Regions from separate parts of the Mus musculus genome. Here region 1 is linked to region 2. A link is a contact called in public promoter capture Hi-C data. All regions are on one chromosome and are shown on one strand. Each heading gives the region's core, a stretch centred on a gene start, on an enhancer-like site or on the middle of the called end of the contact. The rest is flanking DNA. Distances are from core to core; before and after follow the strand shown.

Region 1 (4,340 bases), core at 251-2,750, 200 kb after region 2:
GCCCAAAGTAGGATCCAGCTCAAGGGGAGGTCCCAGGGCCTGACACTGTTACTGATGCTATGCTCACAAAAAGAGATCTATCATGACTGCCCTCAGAGGGACCCAACAAGCAGCTGAAAGAGTTAACCTTTCATTTTGTTTTCTGAGACAGGTCCTCACACTGTCCTCCAGATAGGCTTTGAAATTATAGCAATCCCCCACCTTCAGCTTCAAGGGGATCTAACTTTGCATGTGAACTTTACAGATCTTATGCCATGGTTCGATAGCTACTTGCTTATATAAGTAACGTCCCTAAGCAGGAGACCTGGTCCAATCCCTTTTATAGGCCTAGCTTGGATGGTAGTCAGGAACTTTGACAAAAGGAGAGTCAGGGGTGGTAAAGAAATAGTCATAGTCAGAGAAATCTAGTTGGCTCACAAGAGTGGAGGCTTTGTGGGGAGGAAGTTCAGGGTACATAAAGAGATGCTATCTTGGAGAGGTGTCTGCATGAATTTCTAAGTTGAATACAGCCGGTGTTAGCGTCACATGCTTTTTATTATTTTTCTTAGGTTTCTTGGGACTTAGGATCTTTCTGACTTGTGTTACTCTACTTACACATTAGCACTTGTATGACTGAATACTAAGTCTCTCGCAGAGACAAAGTGTGGAGCAGAGACTGAAGGAAAGGCCATCCAGAGACTGCCCCACCTGGGGATTCATACCATATACAGACACCAAACCCAACATTATTGTGGGTGCCAACAAGTGTTTGCTGACAGGAGCCTAATATAGCTGTCTCCTGAGAGGCTCTATCAAAGTCTGGCAAGTATAGAATCAGATCCTTGCAGCCAACCATTGGACTGAGCATGGGGTCCCCAATGGAGAAGTTAGAGAAAGGACTGAGGAGCTGAAGGGGTTTTCAACCCATAGGAAGAACAACAGTATGAACCAACATGACCCCCCCCCCCTCCCTTAGAGCTCCCAAGGACTAAACCACCAAACAAAGAGTACGTATGGAGCAGGCCCATGGCTCCAGTCACATAGGTAGCAGAGGATGGCCTTGTTGGACAACAATGAGAGAAGAGGACCTTGGTCCTGGGAAGGCTCAATGTCTCAGTGTAGGGGAATGCCAGGGCAGGGAGGCAGGAGTGGGTAAATAGGTGAGTGGGCACATTCATAGAAGCAGGGTCAGGGAGGATGAGATACAGGGGTTCCGGAGGGAAAACTGGGAAAGAGGATAACATTTGAAATGTAAAGAAATAAAATATCCAATAAAATAAAAATAAAAGAACATACACCAAAAAGTTAGGCCAAATATTTCAGATAAGCTGTGCTCTTACCTTCAAGCTCTAGTTGTCTGTAATTGGAAAGCTGGACTGCCCAGTGTTCAGTGAGTACAAAAGTACATATAGAGGAAGGAGGGACGTATTTCTGGCAAGCACAGAGGCTCAAATTCTACTGTGCCAAAAGTACCCAACCTTTAGCAATCGATCTCGAAGGCTCTGCAGTCAGTGGGATCAGCTAGAGCCTTAATCAACAGAGTCGAGGCTACAAGAAACAAACCTTGGCATCAGCCCAATGAGGAAGTAACTTTCACAGTGTAGTGATCGCTCGTCTCTGAGCCTCCACTATTTCCAGTGCTTGCAGACTCAAGGCTGTTTAGACAAATTCAAAGAGGAAAGCATACTGCTCCTCCCATTCTAAGACCACCTGACTCCCCACTATGTGCAAGCTTCTAGCTTTGGAGTAGAGTTCCCGTGTTCTTGCTGATTGGTATTCTTTCTCTCTAGTCTGATAGAGTTTAAAATAGGAAAAAAAAAAAAAGAAAAAAAAAAAACCTAGAGTGTAGCCACGCTTATGATTCAAAAAGAAAAATCCCCAAAAGCTGTCACGTTCAGTCTTTTGCTCAAAACAGCCTGTGCCTGGATGAGTGCATTCCCTATTAAGTTACTCAAAGCAGCTGCATGAGGCTGATCTACATGGCCCCTATTCACCTTTCAGGACTCGTGATGCCAAGCTGTGCCAAACTAAAAAATTATTAACCAGCAGGTTTCACTAAGTAAACTAATTCTTAACATCGCCTTGCCTATGGTGGAAAGAAGCTTAAAACATGAGTAAATTTAAAAGATATTTCAGAACATGAGTCCCTTTTCTTAGTCTTACTAGCTTGCTAAAAATTTTTTTTTCTTCTACCATAAGAGTTTGTCTTAGTTACTTGGGACCTCTTCTGTTGGCAAGTAAATAGAATTGGATTCCGTAATGGGGAAACAAGAAAGCTGATTGCAGGGTCTCAGGCATCCAGTGAGACCTTCTTAGAGATTTCCTTTCTACATCTATAAAATGTGAGGCATGCTAACTGCCTCCAATCAGTACGCTTAGATAAAACAGAAAAAACAAGAAACAAACAAACAAACAAACAAACCACCTAGCACCGACTAAGTAGCTACAAATGTTGACTTTTCCCCTTTCTTCCCAGGGTATATTCATTGACACACACACATGCAGAAGGAACAGAACAGAAGTTTAGACCTAGAGCTTAAAAATGTGTTTACTAATGCTCACCTCATCTCATGGTACAAACTATATTCCTTGGTGTTCTTGGCTACCTCAGATCAAACTGAGCTTATGTTAATCTCTTCTGGAAACTTCTAAACCTGTATCCTAGTATCTGTGTGGAGATATCCTACATGGCATGCAACTATTTTCATACTCAAAGTGTCACTCTAGACTCTTTACCCCGTATAACAGTAACATTTATGAACTGAACAAGTATTTGTTGAGGGCGAGTGTAAAGGAGATAAACCCACAGTTTCTACCACCCTGGCATACATATTTAGTGAGCATTGATTGCAACTGATTCCTTCATGGTCACAGTGATGAACTAAAGTGCCACTCAATCTTCCAACAGTTCTGTTTGCTTCCTCTACCACACAACAAACTGTGAGCCACCAATCAGATACCAGTAAATGAGAAAACAGAAATGGTGAACAGGTTGCCACAGTTAGAACAGACAGCTAGAAACCAGGGAAGAAAGAGGGTGAAGGTCCTCAAATATTCAGCCATTTCTGACGGCCTATGGGTCAAGTAAGGGGGTCTTTAGAAAAGAAAATCTGTAAATATATATAACCATAAAGGCATCAAACACAATTTTATTAAACAAATACTGTTTATTAGGTCTAAATCCACAGATTAACCACCACGATGACGTTGGATGACTTTAGTACCCAATTCTCAAAAAATTTAGAGGTTGCCCAGACAAAAACTACACAGAGAAACATTTGAATTGGATGAAATCATAACACAAAATGACAAAAGTATCTTACAGCACGTTTACCTGAACATTAAAATTATACTTTCTCCTCAGGAGAACAAAGACTCTCTCCAATATTGACCATATATTAGAACAAAAAGGAACTTTTAACAAACACAGGAAAATCTAAATAACTTCCTGCATTCTAGCTGAATAAAATGAAATATTACAGCTGTGAATGCCTAAATGAAAAAACAATTGAGTGGACAAAAATCAATCAATAACTTAATCATACATCCAAAAGCCTTGAAAATCAAGAAAAAAACCAAACCCCAAATCAGTAGATGAAAAGACAAAATCAAAATGAGGTCAAAACTTTCCATGCCCCGGTACAGGGGAATGCCAGGGTCAAGAAGTGGGAATGGGTGGGTAGGGAAAAAGGGCGGGGGCGGGGGGGGGATAGTGAACTTTTGGGATAGCATTTGAAATGTAAATAAAGAAAATATCTAATAAAAAAGAAGAAAAAAGTTAATGAAATGGAAGTAAACAAAAATTTACAAAGAATCCATTAAATAAAAATTTAAATCTTTAAAAATATAAACACTTTGGCAAACCCTACATTAATCTACCAAAGGAAAAGGAATTCAGTTTACACAATGGAGTACTATTAAAAACAATGAATTTATGAAATTCTTAGGCAAATGGATGGATCTGGAGGATATTATCCTGAGTGAGGTAACCCAATCACAAAATAACTCACTTGATATGCACTCACTGATAAATGGATATTAGCCCAGAAACTTAGAATACCCAAGATACAATTTGCAAATCACAAGAAAATCAAAAAGAAGGAAGACTAACACATGGATACTTCATTTCTCCTTAGAATAGGGAACTAAATACCCATAGAAGGAGTTACAGAGACAAAGTTTGGAGCTGAGATGAAAGGATGGACTATCCAGAGACTGCCCCACCGGGGGATCCATCCCATAAACAGCCACCAATCCCAGACACTATTACATATGCCAGCAAGATTTTGCTGACATGACCCTAATATAGCTGTCTCTTGTGAGGCTATGCCAGTGCCTGGCAAATACAGAAGTGGATGCTC
Region 2 (3,878 bases), core at 952-3,451:
TAACTCAAATTCTTCAACTGTGTTTTGTTGATGAGCAGTGCAAGCACAAACCAAACAGTTGAAACCACGTTAAACACAGGAAGTCTTAGTTTTCATAGTCGGATTAATGGAGGATCAAATGTCAGGCAGCTCAGCTCTGTCAGGAGATAGTGACCTTTTGAAGATGCTAATGCAATTGTATTTATTTTCTTTTCTGTTGCTATAATAAAATTCTCTGATAAAAAAGCAATCTAGGGCTGGTGAGATGGCTCAGTGGGTAAGAGCACCCGACTGCTCTTCCGAAGGTCCGGAGTTCAAATCCCAGCAACCACATGGTGGCTCACAACCATCTGTAACAAGATCTGACGCCCTTTTCTGGAGTGTCTAAAGACAGCTACAGTGTACTTACATATAATAAATAAATAAATCTTTAAAAAAAAAAAGCAATCTAGGTGATAAAGGGCTTTGTGGAGGTGTATTTTGGCTTGTAATTCTAGAGGAACAGTCTGTCATGACTGGGAAATCATGACAGCAGGCAGAGGAAGCTGTCTATCACATTTCATCCTTACACAGAAAATTGAGAGACAGAAAACTGGGGTGAGGGCATAAAACCTCAAAGCCATCCCTCAGTGAGTGTACTGCCTTCAGCAAGCGTTCACTTGGTAATGAATTTATAACCACCAAAAATTGCACTACCAGCCAGGAACCGATTGTTTAATTCTATGAGCCTATGGGGGACATTTCATACTCAAACTGCAGTAACAGTTGTTGGCAAGATATGTCCAGGAATCAAGCCTCAGTCTGGCTTCTTCACCTGGGACATCTATTTTCTAAAAGATGGTGGGGTTGTGAGCGAGAGAAGGCGATTCTGCTTTCAGTATGCAAAGTACTTCTCAACGGGGCCAGATTGTTTTTGCTATCATCTTTAGCAGTGTTAAGTCCATCTTTATAATGCACTAGGAGTTTTGACATACATGCGCTGTTTGAGGTGACATTGTTGCTTAGTTCTTTGATGAAAGGTCTCTGGAAAATCTCTTCCTGCGTGTAAAAACTCATTGTGACCTTTGCCTGATCAGACTCCTCCTTTTTTGCCTACCTTCGGGTTAGGTCACTGCCATGGCACAGGCTGGCTATGGCAGAGGTTGTCTCTGTGGCTAAGCTTGTACCCTTAAGTCAGGCCATTCATTCTGGTATTACTCGATGCCAGTCAGGAGTGAGCTGTCATCTCCTGTTCTACTGTAATTACAATGTGTTCTTTGCTGGGAAAGTAGAATGTAATCACCTAAATTGCCCTGTCTGCACACCCGTGCCACAGTGATAAATGGCTGTCATAATAATGACTTTGAAGTTCTGTCAGCTATTCCCGTGTCTTCTGGATCTCCAGAGCTGCTTCTGTTCACATACTTCGAGATTCAGAACCCTGTATGCTCGGAGCCTGTGTGCCAGCTTTGCTTTTTAGCACATTCTGAGCCTTCTTTTAGAGGTGCAGAGGGCAAAATTACTCGATGTCGCTCAGACTAGCCTTCAAGTCTTGGGCTGAAGCAATTTCCTGTCAAGTACCTGGAGCTGCAGGTGCCACTGTACCCATTTTTCTTGTGATTCAGTTGCCTACAGTTAGAAGCATCAGGGGTTGCTGGCTTATTGTCACCTGGGTTGCATATTGAATCCCGTGACTTGGCTGCTGGGAACATCTGCAGAGTGAACCACTATTCAGTGAGAAATGTCAGTGAATGACCTCGTTGGCTACCCATGTGGAAGTGTTCCTGAGAGTGCTCACTACTTACCATCTCTCACCTCTTCAGCTACAAATCAGTGCCACACCCAACAAAAGCAACATCCTACAGTGAAAAACACCAATGCAATTTATTTGGAAATAAAAACTCAGACAAACAAAGCAGTTATAAGCTTAACAGAGCATTGGAGTCTTAGGAAATGACACACTTGATATTAAATAAGAATTGCTCCCTTCCTATCCACCCCTTCCCATTCACTGTGTGTGTGTGTTGAGGCAGCGGACACACACACTCATACACACACAAACACACACACACTCCTCCTCATACTGCTATTTCAACATCATTTTTGTTGCTGTGATGAAACACCATGTCCAAGAACAACTCAGAGGAAAGGTTTATTTTGGCTTGCTCTTCTGAGGGCAATAGTCCATGGTTGCAGGAAAAGTATGGGAGCTGGTGGCAGGAGCAGGAAGGTTGCTAATCACGTTTCCTTCTCATGGGAAGCAGAGAAGGCAGGAAGGGAGTAGGGTGAGGCTGTAAACCTTCAAGCCTGCCTTTAGTGACGTACCTTCTTCCGCAAAGCTGCAGGTCAGTGTTAAATAACCTTTGCAGACAACACCTCCAGCCTTGGACCAAATATAAAAGAGCCCACAGAGAAAGAACATTTGTCACTCAAAGTACCACACCTAGCCTATTATGTATTTTCTCAGAAATCAGTTCACAATTATAAATATTCCCACTTATCAACTCCTCTCAGAGCAAAGGACATTCTCTTACATGAGAATGGTGTTCTTGTTAAAGTCAGTAAGTGTATCTGGGTGCAATATTATCTAATGGATAGACTGCCTATCATTTTTTTTTTTGGCCTCTTTTCTTGGTAAGACAGCATTTTAATAATCTCTAGACTATTAAGCACCCCTAGAGGCTGTGGATAAGGCTAGTCTACTAATATTGGTAGGAGGCCTGCTTACTTGTTAATGTGGAGTCCTTTGACTTTCTTCGCTTCAGGGAAAATTCATCCTGGGAAGAACTTTTAGGCTTTGTCCAAACCCCACCCTTGGCAATTCTGCTCATGAAGTTCAGCCTCCACGTCCAGTCTTCCTTTACCTGGTTTCATCAGGATGGCTACCATGATGGCTTTTTTTTAAAAGCGCAAACATCTTTCCTTATTGACTTCGTGGCATATGTCTTCATGAAAAAAATCTTCACTGTCTTGTTTGTTCACTATTTTATCAGTTTGAACTTGGCTACACCATTCCTCTGTTCAGTGAGTTATACTCCATGACTGTCTAGCATCTTGGTGCTCTGCAGTTTTTTTTTTAGCATGGTGTTTATGGTGTTAGGCAGTCATAGGATGGCTTTATGGTCTCACATGTCCTTGAGTCTTGTTGTCAAAGAAAAGAGCCACCTAACATTCTCTCCTTTTTTTTTTCTCTTGGGGCAGTAATCAGTCCTCCTGTTACTGGGACAGCATTGTTCAGTTCAAATTCCACTTCCCATGAGCAGATCAATGGAGGGAGAACAAGTCCTGGATGCAGAGGCTCTTCTGGGCTTGAAGCAAACCCGGGTAAGCTACCAAGGGAGTAAGAGAGCACTGCAGCGCACACTGGGAGCTCAGTCAGTGGCAGAGCCCCTCAGCTAGATTTAAACCCACTACCAGTTGTGTTTCCCCACAACATTAATGTTCGGATGTCTCTTTGCATTAGACTTTGGGAGTGTACTGCTGTGTAACAAACAAGCCAGCAGCACGGAACTATAACTATAAAAAACTTTTTTTTTAAGACTTATTTATTCTATGTGAGTACACCGTTGCTCTCTTCAGGCACACCAGAAGAGGGCATCGGATCTCATTATAAGTGGTTTTGAGCCATCATGTGGTTGCTGGGACTTGAACTCAGAACCTCCAGAAAAGCAATTGGTGCTCTTAACCACTGAGCCATCTCCCCAGCCCATAACTATAAAAACTTACAGCACCCATGAGATATATCCTTTGGTGGTGGTCAAATTTCTGCTAGTCTCATTCACTTTTGCCTGGGCTTACTCAAAACTCTGTGGCTTGGCTAAAGCATTTAAAGGGGAAGCAGCTTTCTTTCATGTGTATCTCCTTCTCTGGGGATGTTGTCCTGTACACATGTTCTTGAGACAGTAGCATCACCATAGGTC

The links. Promoter capture Hi-C pulls out the DNA fragments that hold promoters and counts their contacts.
Region 1: a contact with region 2 is called in a promoter capture Hi-C map of liver. The contact joins the promoter of Sult1c2 here to the enhancer-like site in region 2. A contact is called at or near these places in 1 of 39 promoter capture datasets (liver), 1 of 15 datasets of contacts at CTCF or cohesin (pro-B cells), 6 of 484 Hi-C or Micro-C datasets (the G1E-ER4 cell line, embryonic stem cells, liver and 1 more), 1 of 115 datasets of contacts at active chromatin or transcription factors (embryonic stem cells) and 2 of 9 other capture datasets (liver and pancreatic islet).

What each region holds. Positions count from the first base shown.
Region 1 is chr17:53,844,458-53,848,797 of GRCm38.p6, forward strand. It overlaps Sult1c2 (sulfotransferase family, cytosolic, 1C, member 2), which reads right to left and starts at 1,501. Exons shown (of 8, transcript NM_026935.4): 1 at 1,320-1,501.
Region 2 is chr17:53,641,455-53,645,332 of GRCm38.p6, forward strand. Kat2b (K(lysine) acetyltransferase 2B) reads left to right here. Exons shown (of 18, transcript NM_020005.4): 8 at 3,160-3,282. Among named protein-coding and RNA genes, the nearest start is that of Sgo1, 46 kb to the right of the region's middle. Within about 2 kb of position 2,202, at least 16 of the 459 cell types and tissues checked have an H3K27ac peak or open chromatin away from gene starts, as enhancers often do. A contact at or near this core is called in liver and pancreatic islet, where this site is marked.